Linked DNA regions of Arachis hypogaea: region 2 is linked to region 1. Evidence: chromatin contacts called from public Hi-C data. All regions are on one chromosome and are shown on one strand. Each heading gives the region's core, a stretch centred on a gene start, on an enhancer-like site or on the middle of the called end of the contact. The rest is flanking DNA. Distances are from core to core; before and after follow the strand shown. Region 1 overlaps LOC112737933 (cationic amino acid transporter 8, vacuolar-like). Region 2 holds the start of LOC112737935.

Region 1 (5,448 bases), core at 2,007-4,506:
TATAAATATTTTTTTTTTTTTGCTTTTCACGATACCCAATAAATTAAGGATTAATTTGTTATGAATTTAAGTTTCACCGACAATAAGTTGTTACACATACGAGATGGAATTTGAACCCTTAATATTTACTTAATCGGACAACTAAGTTATCACTTGACCAATCCAAATTAGTTTAAACGTATTTAAAATTTTAAATGAGAACTATCTATACATATTGATAAAAACTAAAAATATATATACAATCACTTATTATAATATTTAAAATAATAAAAATATAATTTCATACACACAGTATAATATTTAAAATAATTAAAAAAATAATTTATAATGACTTTTTTTAGCATGACTAAATATTATTTTTTATATATTTTTTAAATAATTATTTTATTTTTTATTATTTCATATTTAATTATCAAATCTACTTATTATAGTCTTTACGGTATAAATAAATTTTTTAACTAAAATAATTATAGTATATTAACATAATATATTTTTTATCTTAAATAATTTTTAGAAAATTACAAATAATATAAGTGATATTTAATTAAAAAACAAAATTTTGATTTAATTATCAATTAATTAACTAATATAATAAAGTTAATTATCACTATTTTTTGAGTTTATTTATTTATTTTTTTATTAAATCAAATTTAATAAAATATTTTTTAACATAAAATACAAAAAAATATTTATATTTTATTTGAAGAGAATATATATATAAGTGTAAGTATTAGCTTTTTTTTTTTTTTTTTAATTGCTATAAGCATGGGTCCGTCCCTGGTAGTATGAGTTAGTCTATGACCAGTTTTTAAAATTGTGCTCCCTTTCTTAATAAGCTTCTCAAAGCATCACAATTTTGTAAGAGATACTGAAAAATATTATGTGATGCTTCTGCTGTTTCATTTTAGCGTGATAAAGTATTTATTATGTTCTATTTTGTACACCTTTGCATGAAAACATACATTCTTCCACTATTTCATCACATTTTGTTATTAGATAGTTTACTGTGTTTGTCTTCTATTAACTATATTAATATAATAAAAAGAGATTAATTACTAATTTTTTTGTTCATAAATTAATTTTTGCACTAATCCATATATGAACATGTGTTTTCTTTTAAACAAAAATGCCTTCTACTGAATATTTTTCACCATATTCTTCTTTGCCATTGGGTTAGTGCAAGTTGTAGTCTTTTTACATGGAATCAGAATTTGTATCTTCTGTTTGATACTAATTATATCTAGATGGAAGATCATTCTGTAGTTTACTACTTGAAAAGGCAGAAGAAAATTATAAATTGGCTGTTTGGTCTCTAATTTTACGTTTGTTGAAAGATGAATTTGTAGTTTACTTTACTATCACAAATTTCATTTGCAGATTTCATGATGCAAATTCTATGTCACTAGCGTTTAGCGTTCTTGAGGATCTTATTGAGCTTTTAGGGAGTAAAAGTTGCCTCATTGAAGAGGCGGGGAGCCTACAATGTCTCCAATCAAATTGGTAGGTATCGATACTGCTTGCTATATTGGCCAGTAGTATTTAAGACTTATTTTTTCATTTGATAAACTCATGATCTATGAGTGAGAGATCCAAACTGGTGGCATTGGTACTTGAATTGCAGTTTGCATTAGTTTTAATTCAACTTAGTGACGAAGATGGTGAAATACGCTATTATATCTGGATGATTATATAAGGTTCTGGACCAGGTAAATATTTTTGTTTTAAAAATAAATAAAATACTTTGTAGAATAACATATCATAGTTTGAGCTAGATGTCTTGGAATTGTTTTAAATTGTTTTTTTCTTCCTCTATTCTTCTCTGCCATTAGATATTGTTGTTTTGTTTGATTTTTAGCTTTTTTATTTTGGTGATATAAGCTTTAGGTTTTCATCAAGCTGGCCTATGACTCGGGTTTTAATAAACTGGAAATTGGAAATTGTAAAGGATATTCATACACATGATTGATGTTTGATTAAACTGTATCATCATCATTGTGATTGTTCATTAGCCACTTATTCAATGTAGCTTTATGTTGGTGATTAGGTTTTGGATGCAATTCAAATATCTACATATATACTTTTACATGTAAATATACAATTCCTATTAATATCATTAGCCTCGAGAAAAAATGATTAATTGCTTCCTTTTACTGCAATCCAAAGCCAAAGAACCAATAGTATAATTGGTTTCATTGATAATCTAAGGAGAATATATAATATCTCAATTAGCTAGAAAGCTTAAAGTAGCTCTTTAACAGAATCAAATCATCTTTAAATCTGTAAGATTTCATAAAATATCTCAATAACATTATTTTATATACTCAGTATACTTGATATATACATTTTGTGGAGGCTATTAAAACCATTATTTTCTTTGTTACTTTTGTCATTTTGTTTCTTCTTTTTTTTTCCCTTTTTATTTGTATATTTGATGTTTTAGAGAAAAAAGTTGACAAGATAAAAAAAACTTCTGAACTTTAATTCATGTTCATCAGAGGTAAGAAACTCTTTAATTCAAGCTACTAACAACTTTAATTGTTCTTGGCAGTAAAAAGAGGCTAATTCATGTAAGTGTTGAGTTTAATTCATTTATACTACAATTGATATAAAGATATTTTTCTTTGCAGAAAAAAGTCTTTGGGTAATGCACTATGAGGCAGTTGCATAAGTATAGGTGATTTATACGCGAACTGCTTTGGTAAGAATAATGCCTTGAGATGAAGATTAAGTATTTTTGTTTTTATTTGTTTGATTTCAGAAAAAAACAAATTGAAAGCAATCTTTTTCATTGGAGTTAGTCCATGGTTCCTTTAAAAGAAGAGGTTAGCTTAGTAATTGCATCTATTAATAACAATTTAGTGCAATATAAGATAAGGTTATCAAAAGTACATTAGCTATTCTCATTGTTTGTAACTTTCAATTTTACCTCAAAAGTCTTGAACAATGAATTAAAGATGTAAGAAATATTAATTTCCTCTCTTGATAATTTTTAATCATCTATGTTCGATCATGAGTGCTTTTGTTGTTGATTCAACTTGGTAGATTTTATTATATCCTACATGTGATATATCTATTAACCTTTGTAAATGTGGATTTTACCTCAGATTTTATTTTATTTATTTTCTTTTTGAAGGGTATTCATATTAATTGAGTGTAAGATTCAAACATGATGGCCTTTTGGGGAGCAAAACCATAATCATTTATGTATGAAGAATTTTAATTTGAATGTCTTCTTCTTTTTTTTTTTTTTTTGTCATGTGGATTACACAGTCCTAATCCTAAGCGTTACTTATGCACCAAAATACCCACACCACACTCACACACACTACATGTGTTCATTTTTAGATTCATTTTTGGGTGCATTGAAATGTCTTCCGTTTTTTATGACTGTTGTATTTATTTCAGACTATGAAAGCACTTTATCTATTCATGGGCAATGTATTGGATGTTTGAACATGAGTCCAAACTATTTATTTATTTTAAAATATTTTATATGATAATTGGTGAGTTTGAAATCATTGTTGTAATTTTTTTTGAATTTTTTTTAAGTTAAAATATTGGTTATAGAATGATTTATGTTTTGTTATATATTCATATATGAGCTCCTTTGTGCATAGATTAAGAAAACAAAATAAAATAGATTTGTGAAAAAATATGCTCGACGATTGGAAAACATATTAAGAAAATATTATGAAAAAATGCGGTTTAAAGGTTACCATTTAAAAAAAAGTTATTAAAAAATATAAATTAATATAAACTAAAATATTAAAGAATATTAACAATATTAATTTTTCTATATACTAGCTAAATTAATCATTTAATTTGTATACTAAATAAATTAATTCTTTTAATAAATATATATATTAATCTTTTTGTAAACAAATTATACATAAATACAACAAAGTAGATTAAGTATATGACGACTTGTGCGTAGTGCGGGCCAAGCACTAGATCTAATAATATAACTAAATATCACTTAGTTAATATTTGTTATTTGTGTAGTTACAATAATATAAACTATTTTTATTAAAGTTTTAAACACATAATATAATAGCTTTTACATATAAGTGAAATCTGCTAACATGGACTAAAAATATGAAAAATTATTCAGTCTGAAAAACAAATAATGGAACAGTTTTATACACTGTACAATAAATTTTTATGCACAAAAATTTGTTCAAATAAAAAGTAACAACTATTAATATAAATGATTATGTACCAACAAATTTTTATAATGGATTAACATTTAGCCTGCATAACAAGGGATTTACACTAGTAACTCTAACAAGAAATTAGAAGATAAAGAGACAAGATGAATGAGTAAATTGTGATGGATACTTACATGGATCTCTTTAAATAGATAAAAAAAAAATTGCCATATCTTATCATGTATACACAATACACTATAAAAATTAAGTAAATTACCATTTTGATTCTTAAAAGATTATAATTTTAACAAAATAAACTTTAAAAGGTGTAAATAACAAAATAACCACCAAAAATTTAACAAACTAAACTAAATGTTTAGTCAAATTTTTTTATATACTTATATACATTTGGTTCATTTTTGTCAAATAAAACATATAGTTGGCAGTTACTTTAACATTTGCATCATTTACAATTTATTTTTTTTAAAATCGTAATCTTTCGGAAAAAAAAAAGACTATTCACTATATTTCATTTACCGTGTAAATAATATGCCTACGAATAGATCTTTTAAAAAATGAACATGTATCTCGAGATGTGTAATCTTAGGAAAAAATATAAATACTCACATAATTACATATATTAATAAATATTGCATTTAACTTATTTAAAAAAAACCTACCAAATAAGCACATATTATCCAACAAAAGCAAGAATATTTAAAATGTCCGGAAGGGGAAAAAACGAATATTCACATTGCGAAAATTGGGCAAGACATGAACTGTATTTTACTACTGCAGCATAGTTGTTGCCATTAAAGGGAAGGACTGAACTCGTTCTGACATTTCTTGAAAAATGTAGAGGATGTGCTATTTCTGTACATCAAATTCTTAATGCCATTCAACTCTGAAACTATGTGACAAAAGGACCGTGGTTGGGTTGGTCCGTTGGCTCCACATCTTTGAAATAGTGGCTATTTTGATGCTCCACATCATAAGTTGCGTGTACTCCCACAAAAATGTAATAGAGAAGCATAAACGCAGTGCAAAGGAAGAACCTCCAGAAAGCGTCGGGTTCCAAAGAGCCTATCAAGAAGAGGTTGGTAGCAATTGACAGAGAAGGCAACCACGGAACCAACGGAACACCCCAAACCTTTGGAGTCCTTTGCTTGGGAAGGAAGCTCATTGCCAATGTACCTATTAGCCACACAACTGCAGCCACTGTATACCCAATCCAACCCAGTTTATTGGCGTTCCAAAGAGCAGTCCCTACGGCAGAAGATGCAATGATCACGAACAAGCA
Region 2 (5,448 bases), core at 1,816-4,315, 96 kb before region 1:
CCTAATGTTAGGGGCCTGTGGTTGAGTGTACAAGAATTTCTCCCATAATGATTGGCCAGGAAGAGGAGTCTTTATCTCCTCTAAGTGCCAAGAATTAGCACCATCAGATACTGCACCTGGGTCAAGTGCTTCATACACATCAACAATTCTTGGAGTTCCCACAAACCCCAAGTCCACCTCTCCATCTGACACATCTTCAACCAATGCATCATCTGGTTGCATTATGTTCTCTCTTGTCTTAGTAGCAGCATATGTAGCTCTCTTGATGTCCTTTACTTTCTTATTTCTTGATTTGGACATACTTGCATTATCTTCACTGCTAGAGCTATCTTCTTGTATTGGCTTAAAGGAACTATCCTCTGAACCATCATCATCACTGGAATCATCATTTACATTTAAGTCAACATGAAGAGCTCCCTTGCCCTTATTAGCAGACCTTCTATATGTTTCCAACAGCCTGAGATCTTGTAATTCTCCTAGGTAAAAATTGAGGTTTGGATTTCATTTTTGCTTTGCTTTTATCTTTGGCTGTGGAGCATGCCTTGGTAGTCTCTCTCAGCTTGATTTTCAGGCTTGGGTTGGGCTTCTGATTGGGCTTCTGATTGGGCTTTTTAGTCAATTTGGGCCTGAAGATGGATGTTGTGTTGGGCTTTGACTTAGGTTTAGGATTTGGATTAGAATTAGGCTTCAGATTGGGTTTCTCATGAGCCTTAGCAGGCATTGGATTTGGAGTTGTGTTATCATCAATGGGGTTTGAATAGTGACATGGTTGGTTTCAAGGGGGTTGGAATAGGATTGTTTATGGGGTTTGGGTTTGCATTTGGGATAGAATTCGGTTCTGTAGTTGGGTTCGAGGTGTTACCATCAGTTTCGGGACCCTCACTTGTGTTCTTCTTGCTCACCAAGTCTCTCTCACAAGTATCATCAACCCATACTACAACTTCCTTCCTTGCAATCACCTCTGGTGTGGACACCCCATGCTCAAAGTACACATCAACAACTCCATCATTATTCTGTGCAGCAAAACACATCTCTCTTAATTCACCATCAGATGTAAGAGCCCTCAGTCCACCATCTAAGCTCCTCCCAGGAGGCAGCCACCAACATTGAAGTATGTTGTCATACCCAAGCTCCTTGTAATAGTTCCTTACGAAGAACACATCCAACGTGTCCTCATCTAAATCTCCTAAGCAAGTTCTGTTATCTGGTGAGTACACTAGTATTCCATCATCATTTTTTTTAATGTTCCCCCATGATGGAACATGATATCCATCAAAGTCTCCATTTGCATTATGCAAAAAACCAAATTGAGGAACCAAACAATCAGATTCGCACATGTAAAAATAAACATTGACATTCAACCACTTATAAAATACTAGAAACACCCATCAACCAACCCAACTAAGATTGCATTCAAAACAGAGCATGGAAAAAATTTCACCCTTACACACAAAAATCCTAACAGATAATAAAAAACTTTTAACTTTCATCAACCAAAATCAAATTTTCAACAAACACAGACATTGATGCTATTCTTTTTGTTGAAAAGCATTATTTTTTCGAGTTCAAACGTACCTTCGTGTGATTGCGATGAACTGCTTCTCCTTCCTTCACCAACAACGACCGCACAACACTATCACAGTGGCAGCGAATTCCACGGAGCTAAACGTTTTCAACCTTCAAACCCTATACAATGGCCAGCACTCAGGATTTCATGGTGCATTGTTTTGGTTTTCAGGACGAAGAGGAAGATGAAGTGATCATAGAACTTGGGTTATTTGGGTTTTGTTTCTAAACATACATGAAACGACGCCGTTCCATCCATCCACATTTTTAGTGCCAAGATTGCACTCCAGCGTGGCACCCAGTGTGGCTTCTCAGTGCCAGGTCACTGCCGGCGACAGTTAATTTGCCCGGAGATGTGGTTAGGGATGACCTTGGTGCAATTTTAACAAAGTCGGGAATATAAATAGTGCAATTGGTAAGTCAGGGACTAAATTGGTGCAAATCGTAAATCTCATGGACCACTTTGGGGTTTAACTCCAACTTAGACACATAACTGCCAAATTCAATTTTAATGGTTACGAGAACCTATACGCTTTTTAATTTGACTCGTGGTGAGGCAAGATCACAAGCAACGACACTTGTTTTTTAACAATAAAAAACTCAACATCGTTTTGCCGCTTTTGAATTTTAATATGGAGGCATAGCTGGTGCTAGACGCTGATATGGGGAGGAGGGGTGCTTGAGATTGGGTCAGAGAAAATAGAACTCGGACCGTGCGACTGGGAAGACGCAACTCGGACCGTGCGAGTTCCTGCTGCCAAAGCGGACCGTCCGATTTGTTGCTACCTCCATCCACGTGTCGTTGACCAGGTGCTCCCTAGAGACGGTGCCCATTTAGCACAACCAACCCCCTCTATTGCATGCGTACCAGGAATTTCACTTTCCCTTTCTTCTCCAGCCAGCTTTGAAGCCTTCATCTTCTTCCTCCCTCAACCATTTCTGCTTCATCTGTTTGAACTAAAAAAACCCAAATGTCAAAGAAATCAAAACCTAGAAATGTTGATCGTCCGGAACTTTACATTGAAAAAATTACTTTAAATTATTTTTTTTATATACATACAAAAACAGAACCTAACAAAAATAATATAAAAAATATTTATTATATAAATAAATAAATACAATAAAAAATATAAAAGAGAGTATTATAAATTTCATAATATTAAACAAAAAAAATATTCTATAATTTTTCTAATATTATCCGTACTCTTTAATTTAGTATTATTTTGGACTATAAATTTTCATTATTTATGGCTCTATTGTTACTTATAATTAATTTTTTATTTATTTTGTCCTTTTTTATAAGATCATAGTTTATATTATACAAAATTTTGATAATAAACATAGTATATAATAATTACAATTACAAATTTTACAAAGTAAAAATAAAAAATAAAATAAATTAATATAAAACAAAGATAGAGTACATCAAAGAATAATACACTTTCTCTATCATCCATTCCTATCATTCACTAAAACAAAAACAAAAATTTTACCAGCAACTATTTTTTTCCAACTCAACAATACAGACTCCACACCCTGAGAAAGAAGAAGAGAAGTCGAAGAAGGTTAACAAACTTGGATCTGGTCGGCTATCTATGGTTCGGGAACTTCATAACTATATATATATACACACAACTCTGACCATGCGACTACTAGAACCTACTTCCCCAACGAACAAAACGGACCATCCGATTTGTTCCATGAGAAATGGCAGGGTCCGATTTCCATGATGTGAGTTTCATCTACTCTAAGCAAAACGGACCATCCGATTTGCATATAAATTTTGGAAACAAAGAATTTGGAGGGTCCGATTTCTCCACACCAACTCTGATAAAAAAACTGTCCCACATAACGGTGTAGAACCCCATCTTCTATAACCCTGTAAAACACCTACACCCCTTCCATAACCAAAAAAATAGCCTCGTTTTGCTTCATCAGTGCATCCTCTTTTAGTATTTTTATGGGTACACAGTAGAAGTCAAACTAACATCAAGTCATTTTTAAATCGTTTAGGAGTTAGGACATAGCAGGTATAGGATGAACAAAATATGATGGACAATACTGATATTTACTCCGAATATTTGAGACAAAAATAAAACTTTGCATAATAAATTATATATGTTAGAATTATTTGTCTATAAGTTTTGGATGTCTAATTTTTATTAAGCCATAAATTTGAGGAACAAGGGAAGCAAGGCCGGATAAGTCAGAACAACAGACACGGTCATGAACTTAAACTATACTTGCAATATGAAGCCAATAATATTGATACAAAAGCAAAGGGGTTAAACACAAGATTTCTACCTATGACGCCACGACTTAAAGGAACAAAGTCTTATATGTATATTACTAAAGTCCTATACACTATTGACAAGTGGCCTAACATAAAAGCATAGAGACATCAAATACACAAACTTATTTAATTGTAAAAACAAAAAATAAAGACACATACAAATGCAGTCATGAGAGCATTATGAGGAAGCAGAAGTAGCGGAAATTCTCTCGAAGCGACTAAGCCTGTTATCTGCGAGTCTTGTGGCATAAGCAGAACTCTTGTACTCAAACCAAGTAAACTCATTGTATAAGCTTTCCTTTCCATTCAATAAGAGAGATGGCAATGGGGCTATTCTCTCACTCAGAGGTGGACCACAAAAGTAAATCATTGACAGCCTTGATTTCAACCCGTTCGCCAGAACCCTGTGCCGTACGCTCCGAAACCGTCCATTGGTCAAAACCTGTGGATGCATATCCCCGACCAAAACAATCGTCAAATGAAAATGAGATATTTGGGATGACTAGACAAAGTGGCTGGCATATTCCATTTCAAATATAGTATGCAAAATCATGCTGACACAACATGATACGAAAAACATTTTGTTTTCATGTTTTTCGTACAAATTCCATGTCATCTTGAATAAAAAATGTTTCCTACACCAATAAAAGTCGGTTAGTATATTAAAAAAAAAAAGTCAAAGAGGCGAATTCTTTTTCAACTAACAACTCAGCTAACAATTGAATATCAAGAAAAACATCTAAAATTAAAAATAATAAGAATATCTAAAGCATAAATAAAATTAAATTTTATAATTTATAATATAAAATTTAAGACATAAAATTTAAGATTTAAAATTTAGGATGGTAAGTAAAGAATAATTGACAACAATGATAAATAATAATGGCTATAACAACAAAAAATAGTGGTTGACAGGTTGGTGATGACTAGTGATGAATGAATAAAATTATAGTGTTTTGAAGGAAAAAAAAAGTGATAAAGAATAAAAAAATTACTTAAAAAAAATATTTTTTGTCTTATTTTTTTGTATTGTTGGGTTTTCTTAAAAGAAAATGTAATTTTTATTTTTGTTTTCTAAAAGAACTCTTTGCAGTGCTGGCTATGGGTGTTGGTTTCCTAACATGATTGGGAAACATAAATTTGAGAGTCGAATCAATAAACAAAAATTCTTTTAGATGATGTTGTAGTGTTTACGTGTCGCTTTATGAGTATAGTGTTTTTATAGTCCTTATGAAACGATTTGAAGATGAGTGTATCCACATGTCAAAGCAATTATCCATAGGAACAGGAGGAATAAGCATATGTCTCATTATTGGCTTCCAACAATAAACTAAACTAACATGTTGTGTATTATGTCTACTATACCTGCAGAGCATCACCGACATTGACAAAGAAAGAGTTGTGATCAGGTGGCACCGAAACCCAACTCCTATCTCTCAAACAAATTTGGAGTCCCGAACTGTTGTTGGACCTCAACAGCGATATGATTTGTGGGTCTGTATGCTCACCAAAACCAATCATGCCTTTGCCATTATTATTATTGAAGTTCTCAGGATATGGAGGGTAATGGTTGAGCCTGAAGACTGAGT

The links. Hi-C and Micro-C count contacts between places; a contact is called where the count stands out from the background.
Region 2: a contact with region 1 is called in a Hi-C map of an unstated tissue, with 2.2 times the contacts expected there. The contact joins the promoter of LOC112737935 here to the enhancer-like site in region 1. A contact is called at or near these places in 2 of 8 Hi-C or Micro-C datasets (leaf and an unstated tissue).

The regions. Positions count from the first base shown.
Region 1 is chr13:31,104,104-31,109,551 of arahy.Tifrunner.gnm2.J5K5, reverse strand. LOC112737933 (cationic amino acid transporter 8, vacuolar-like) reads right to left here. Exons shown (of 1, transcript XM_025788087.3): 1 at 4,785-5,448. The coding sequence ends at 5,059. Among protein-coding and RNA genes, the nearest start is that of LOC112737933, 4.5 kb to the right of the region's middle. Within about 2 kb of position 3,256, at least 1 of the 3 cell types and tissues checked has open chromatin away from gene starts, as enhancers often do.
Region 2 is chr13:31,199,480-31,204,927 of arahy.Tifrunner.gnm2.J5K5, reverse strand. It overlaps LOC112737935, which reads right to left and starts at 3,065. Exons shown (of 2, transcript XM_025788090.2): 1 at 1-3,065. The coding sequence starts at 300. LOC112737934 (gibberellin 2-beta-dioxygenase 1) reads right to left here. Exons shown (of 3, transcript XM_025788089.3): 2 at 5,225-5,448; 3 at 3,697-4,494. The coding sequence ends at 4,447.